Linked DNA regions of Mus musculus: region 1 is linked to region 2. A link is a contact called in public HiChIP or PLAC-seq data. All regions are on one chromosome and are shown on one strand. The core of a region is the stretch at or near the end of the contact, and the rest is flanking DNA. Distances in the headings are between cores, read along the strand shown.

Evidence for each region. HiChIP or PLAC-seq counts read pairs in DNA pulled down with a chosen protein or histone mark.
Region 1: a contact with region 2 is called in an H3K4me3 HiChIP or PLAC-seq map of embryonic stem cells, with 2.2 times the contacts expected there. The contact joins the promoter of Atp1a3 here to the promoter of Phldb3 in region 2. A contact is called at or near these places in 2 of 115 datasets of contacts at active chromatin or transcription factors (embryonic stem cells and stem cell-derived neural progenitor cells).

The regions. Positions count from the first base shown.
Region 1 is chr7:25,004,562-25,007,261 of GRCm38.p6, reverse strand. Atp1a3 (ATPase, Na+/K+ transporting, alpha 3 polypeptide) reads left to right here and starts at 1,325. Exons shown (of 23, transcript NM_001290469.1): 1 at 1,325-1,507. The coding sequence starts at 1,502.
Region 2 is chr7:24,610,054-24,612,753 of GRCm38.p6, reverse strand. It overlaps Phldb3 (pleckstrin homology like domain, family B, member 3), which reads right to left and starts at 1,426. Exons shown (of 15, transcript NM_001102613.1): 1 at 1,176-1,426; 2 at 75-257. The coding sequence starts at 1,409.

The sequences.
Region 1 (2,700 bases), core at 76-2,575, 390 kb before region 2:
GGGTGCTGTGTGTGAGAGGCAGGCCTGAGAGCATGGACAAGCAGGAGGCGGGACACAAGCGCATCCTTTTATACACACGGGGATGTGGGTGTGGTGTGTGGGTAGGAGCATTGGGATATGTTTGAAGGTGCAACAAACTCCTGCATCATGACAGCGCAGTAATGTAGGATGTGTGAGATGGTCTCTCGTGGCTGAGTTCTGAATGACTCTGTTATGTGTGAGTGTGTGCACTTTTTTGCCTGTCATTCACAGCAGTTATCTGGCCTGTTTGTACAGCAAGCCTTTTCTCATGCCCCAAACACACCGGGGTATGTGCAAGTGTGTTTGATGGTATTGTATGTTTGTGCGCCAGTGGCCACAGAGGCCTCTGTGAGTGTCTGGAGGAAATGTGGGTCTTATGCTTGCGCAATGGTGCTAAGTGAAGCAATCTCTTGGCTCTCTGTGTGAGATGGTGCAAGGTCAGCTGTGGTGCAGTGTGTGATGGGAGTCTGTGAGGTGGTGTTCTGAGGGCGTGGGCTCTCCACAGCACTTCCGCATCGTGACTGGGTTTCTCTTGTGGTGTGATGGGTGTGAGCTCTTTATAGATTCTCCTTTGGCTGGTTTTTGAGCCTCTGGTTGAAAGATCATGGTGGTGGTGGTGGTGGTGGTGGTGTGTGTGTGGTGTGACTGGGATGTGGTTGAGAGCCTTTGGTGGTACACGTGGAGGTGATGGTGGTACCTGCATGGTGGGGGCATTTCCAGGCCCCCTGGTATGTTCTTGTGGCTTTGTGTCTCCTTTGTGCTGTGTGTGGTGATGCATCTTTGGTAGTTCAGTCATGGGGACACAGTGCAGAGGATATTAGGACCCCCTCCCACCTCCGCAACACCCCTCCACATGTCTCCCCATCAGGCATTATCTTCTTCCTGAACAGTGTCAAACATAGACTCCTGGGGTCCCTTCTACATACTGCAAGATGGTGGCACTCTGGGGCCCTGCATTACTGCAATTCACTGGGCCTTTCCTCCCACCCTGTATCTACCCCACTCCCAGAAGGAGGCAGATTCCAGGGTGCCTCACCCTCAAAGCCTCGGTCCCTAAGATACCTCCCTATATTGAGGGGGGGTCTCTGAGTCCCCACCCTGGGGATGTCCGGGATCACCCCCCCCCCCCGCACTGTGCTCAGCTTCTCAGTGGCCGCCACTTTGCAGAAACAAGGTTGGAGCGGTGAGGGGGGGAAGGGGGAGTACAGCTGCAGTACTGGGGGCCGGGCCGCAAGCTGTCCGTCTGCTCAGTACTGCTCCTGATTGGCCGGAGCCGCCTCCCCCCGCGGGCGCGGGCATATGAGGAGGCGGAGGCCCCGGCCGCCGCAGCCTCTGTGCGGTGGGACCCACGGACCGACAGACGCACGCTCCCACCGCGGCGCGGGCGCTGCAGAGGCCCCCAGCCCGAGCCCGCGCCTGAGCCCATCCTGCGGCCACCGCTCATCAGTCTGAACGCCGCTCTTCCCGCGGAGCCGCCAAGATGGGGGTAGGTGCAGGGGTCGGCTGGACTCTGTGTGCGTGACATCGTGTCCAGTGACTTTGGCTGTGTGCCGGAGTTGGGGTCTCCTGCCCTCCTGAGCCCTGGGGCCGAGTCTGCGGGGACCCGGGAGCCGGCTGACCTGACTAGTTTGTGTGGCTGGGAAAGTGGGCTATTGAGTCGAAGGGGGAATCTGTGGCGCATGTTGGAGGCTTTGTCCACGGGGGGGCGGAGGGCTGGCCCTTAGCATCTCGGTTTGACCTTGTGCGGTTGCTCGTGTGCCCCTTGCATGAGTGTGGCGGCACGAGTGCAAATGCTTGAGGGCGAATGTGTGTGCGCGTGCTTCCGGCTTAATTAATGCAGCCCTAACAGGGTCTGCAGCCATCTGTGCACCCCCTCCCATCTCAAAGCCCGCTACCTGTCTGGGTGTGTCTGAGAGCTATGCCAGTGTTTAGGGGTCATCAAGACCCCATCCCCTCCCCTGGTTCAATGGAGACAGATACAGGTTATGAGTTAGACATAAGATGACCTCTCTTTCTCCTTGCAGACCTGGATAAGGGTGATCTGCAGTGACAGACCTGGGGCTGCAGAGGTTTCGCAGCCCCTAATCTGGGGGGGGGGGGGCGCGTACAGACATGAGGGCTGGGAAGAGGGGGAGGAGCAGGAGATGGCTGGCAGACAAGTGCCTGGCTGAGGGTGTGCAAGCACAGCCGTGTGGTGGGGGTGGGGGGAGCTCGCATGCCTGCTATGTCCTTGCCTCCGTGTCCGTGTGTCCTTCTCTGTCTGTGCATCTCTCCAGCAGATGCAGCCTCCTTCCTTGACCGACCACTTGACCCCTGCAGCAGCTCTGGATTCCTCCCTGTGTGTCTGGGGTGGGGCTTGGGGAGGGCTGTCAGAGAAGGAAGTGGATGGATTGGGGGGACCCCTCCCCGGGTAAAGAGAAAGGGGTCAGCATGGGGAGCCAAAGGGAACATGAACGGTGGGGAGAAAGATGGCGGATGAAGGGCCTACGGATGAAGATGGGGGATGGAACTGCAGATCTGTGGGCTGGGTGGGTGAGGGGGGATGGGAGGGAGGGCTAGATGGGGGAGGGTTAGGAGAGAAAGGGGGAAGTGAGAGTCAGTGATGGCTTTCAGGTAAGTGGAATGAAGTGGGGGGGGTACGGATGGTTGGGAGAGAAGAGAGGGCGCAGGGCTTTGGGA
Region 2 (2,700 bases), core at 177-2,676:
GTTTAGAATGGACTCGGTGTCTTGGCTCGCAGGTTCCCTCACGGGTTGATTTCCCAAGATCTCCCCATCCTCACCTCGATCCTCAGTTCCTTCTTCTGGCGCTGTAACTCCTTCACCCGCTGCTCCATCAGAGCCACGCGAGTCAGTGCCTCCAGCTGCTGTCCTCGCAGCCGCCGCGCTGCCCCCCGCAGCTCTTCCCCAGAAGGGAGGCATGGGGAAGGTGTGGCTGGAATCTGCGCGGCAGGCGTAGCCTCGGGCTGAAATTAGAGAGGGTGTGATGAGAACAAGTCTCGCCCCCCTCAAGTCACCAAACAGGTCTGGTCCCACCCCAGTAGTGCCTCTGGGGGTCATGAGCTGCCAAGTTCAACTACTTCCTTTCGGGTCCGAATGGAAGACCGTGAAGCGGGGAAGCCGGCAGGTTCTGAACCCATCATACAAAGCCACTATGCTCTGAAGCTGAACTAGCAGAGCTTGCTTCCTTTTCTTTCCTTCCTTCCTTCCTTCCTTTCTTTTTTCTTTCTTCCTCATTTCTTCCCTCCTTTCCTTTTCTTCTTTTCCTTTTTCCTTTCTCCCTTCTCTCTCCTTTTCTTTTTTCTTCCTCCATTTCTTCCTCTATTCTTTCTTTTTTTTTCTTCCTTCCTTCCTTCCTTTCCTTCTTTCTTTTTTGTACCTGAATGCTAGTGGAAATCAGAAGATTCTTGCCTTACATCAATGAGGGTTCTGGGGATCGAACCCAGGTCGTCAGATTTGACAGCAAGTGTCTTTGTACACGATGAGCTCATCTGTCCCTGAGTCTCAACCTCTTGGGATCTCTTTCTCAGAGTCCCTGGATCGCTCTTCTTCCCCCCACCCCCACCCCCGTCCCTCTCTCTGACTTAGACTCTTCTATGTTGGCATTTCTTTTTGTTTCTCTTCTGGGTCTGTGTGTCTTCCCTGTGTCTCTCTTTTAGGTCTATGTCTCACTCCCTGTGTCTCTGTCGTATCTAGTTTCTATGTTTCTACCCGAGTCTCTCTGGCTTCAAATCCAACTTTGTCTAACAGGGTGTTTCTGCCTGTCTATGGGTACTCTCCTTGACTCTGGGTCTCTGTCTAGTCTCTCTCTTTATGTTCTTCTGTGTCGTCTTGGGTGTCTGTCTGTCCGTCTGGACAGCCCCCCCGGGGGGATGATCCCTCACCTCTTCGCGGCAGCTCTCGGTGCTGCTACCTTCTTCCACTTCTTCCTCTTCCTCGGCCTGCCGCCCAGCTCCGGGGCAACTTGGAAGCTCCGCTGGGACTTCGGGCTCCTTGTGCTCTTTGGGATCCTCGGGGTGCCCCTGAGGCTGCACAGCCCCTTGAGGCTGGACCTCGACGGCGCATTCCGAAACCTTTGGAGACGAGGAGCCCTCCTCTAGGGTGCTGGGTGTCCCCATGGCCGCTTCGGATTCCTGTGGTGTGGGCGTGGTCAGTTTCAGAGGCGTGGTCTGATGTTTGTGGGCGTGGTCTAGAGCGCGTTGAGCTTGCCCAGAGGGCGGAACCTAAAGGTTCAGAGACCAGCTCTGAACATTCCGCGGGCGTAGATTTCCTGGGGACCCGCTCGCGACTGGGGAGAGGCTGTCGGCTCCGAAGGTGACACACACACCTAGAGGTGGGAAGAGAATTTGAGTCCGGGGTCCTAACGCTCCCCGTGCTGGGGCGTCGCACGCTGAGCCTTCCCTTTGCTCCATGTGTCATCCCTGAGCCCCTTCTGCAGCCCTCTCCAGTTTCCCGGATTGCCTCCAAGAGATTCCATCTCCTCTACCCTCTCGGGACTAGCCCGGCTCTCCTCCTTGGAGCTCCACAGTTGGGTCCCGAACCACCTGTAAGGAATCAGCGTCCGAGGCTCCTCACCCCAAGATCCAGAACTCGGGGCTGGCAATGTCTACCTCTCCGGATATGCCTGGGGCCCCAACGCCTCCGTTCCTTCCCGGGAGGAGGTCCTCGTAGGTCGTCAACCTTCTTTCTGGCTCTGCACTGGGCACTGCCGCTCCTGCGGCTAAACAGGTGGCTGGAAGGAGGGAGGAGAGAGAGGCCGCCCCGTCCCCCTCCCCAGCAGCCCGGAAGTGGAGGGGGGGACAACAGGTCCGACAGCTCTCCTGGGAGGAGGGAGCCAGCAGCCTGCCCCGCCCGCAGCCCAGGCACCCAGCCATCCCGGCCCCTCCAGCCCCACCCAGAGAGAGCCCAGCGCCCAGACCTCCCACTCAGCCTCCGGTGCCCCTGGAGGGCCGGGCTTCTTAGCCACCTGCATACAGCAGCCTCCCTAAGGCCGAAGCCTAGGAAATCCTCAAAGGAAGATAGGAATGAAGATGGGGGCCTCTCCCCTCTAATAAGCCCTTTGGAAGGGCCCTGACCGGTTTAGGGAGCCGGACAAGGGGAGGGGGTATCCCGGGCTGAGTCAGCGATCTGCCCAGAGACAGAGTGTGCCCCACGCGCACACAGTTTACTATGGGGTGGGGCACAGAGGTTAAAGGTCACAGCCAGACCCTTTCCTCTCTGGGCAGAAACAGGAAAATATCTGGTATGCAAAACCCGACTGTTAGACATCAAGAGCTGTGCAAAACATTTGACACACCTCAGTGTCATACCACACCACAGCCCATAGAAAAAAAGAGATCGACCGTCTCCATTGTACAGTTGTGGGGACCGAGGCTGAAGGAAACAAATACACCTAGGATCTACAAGCAT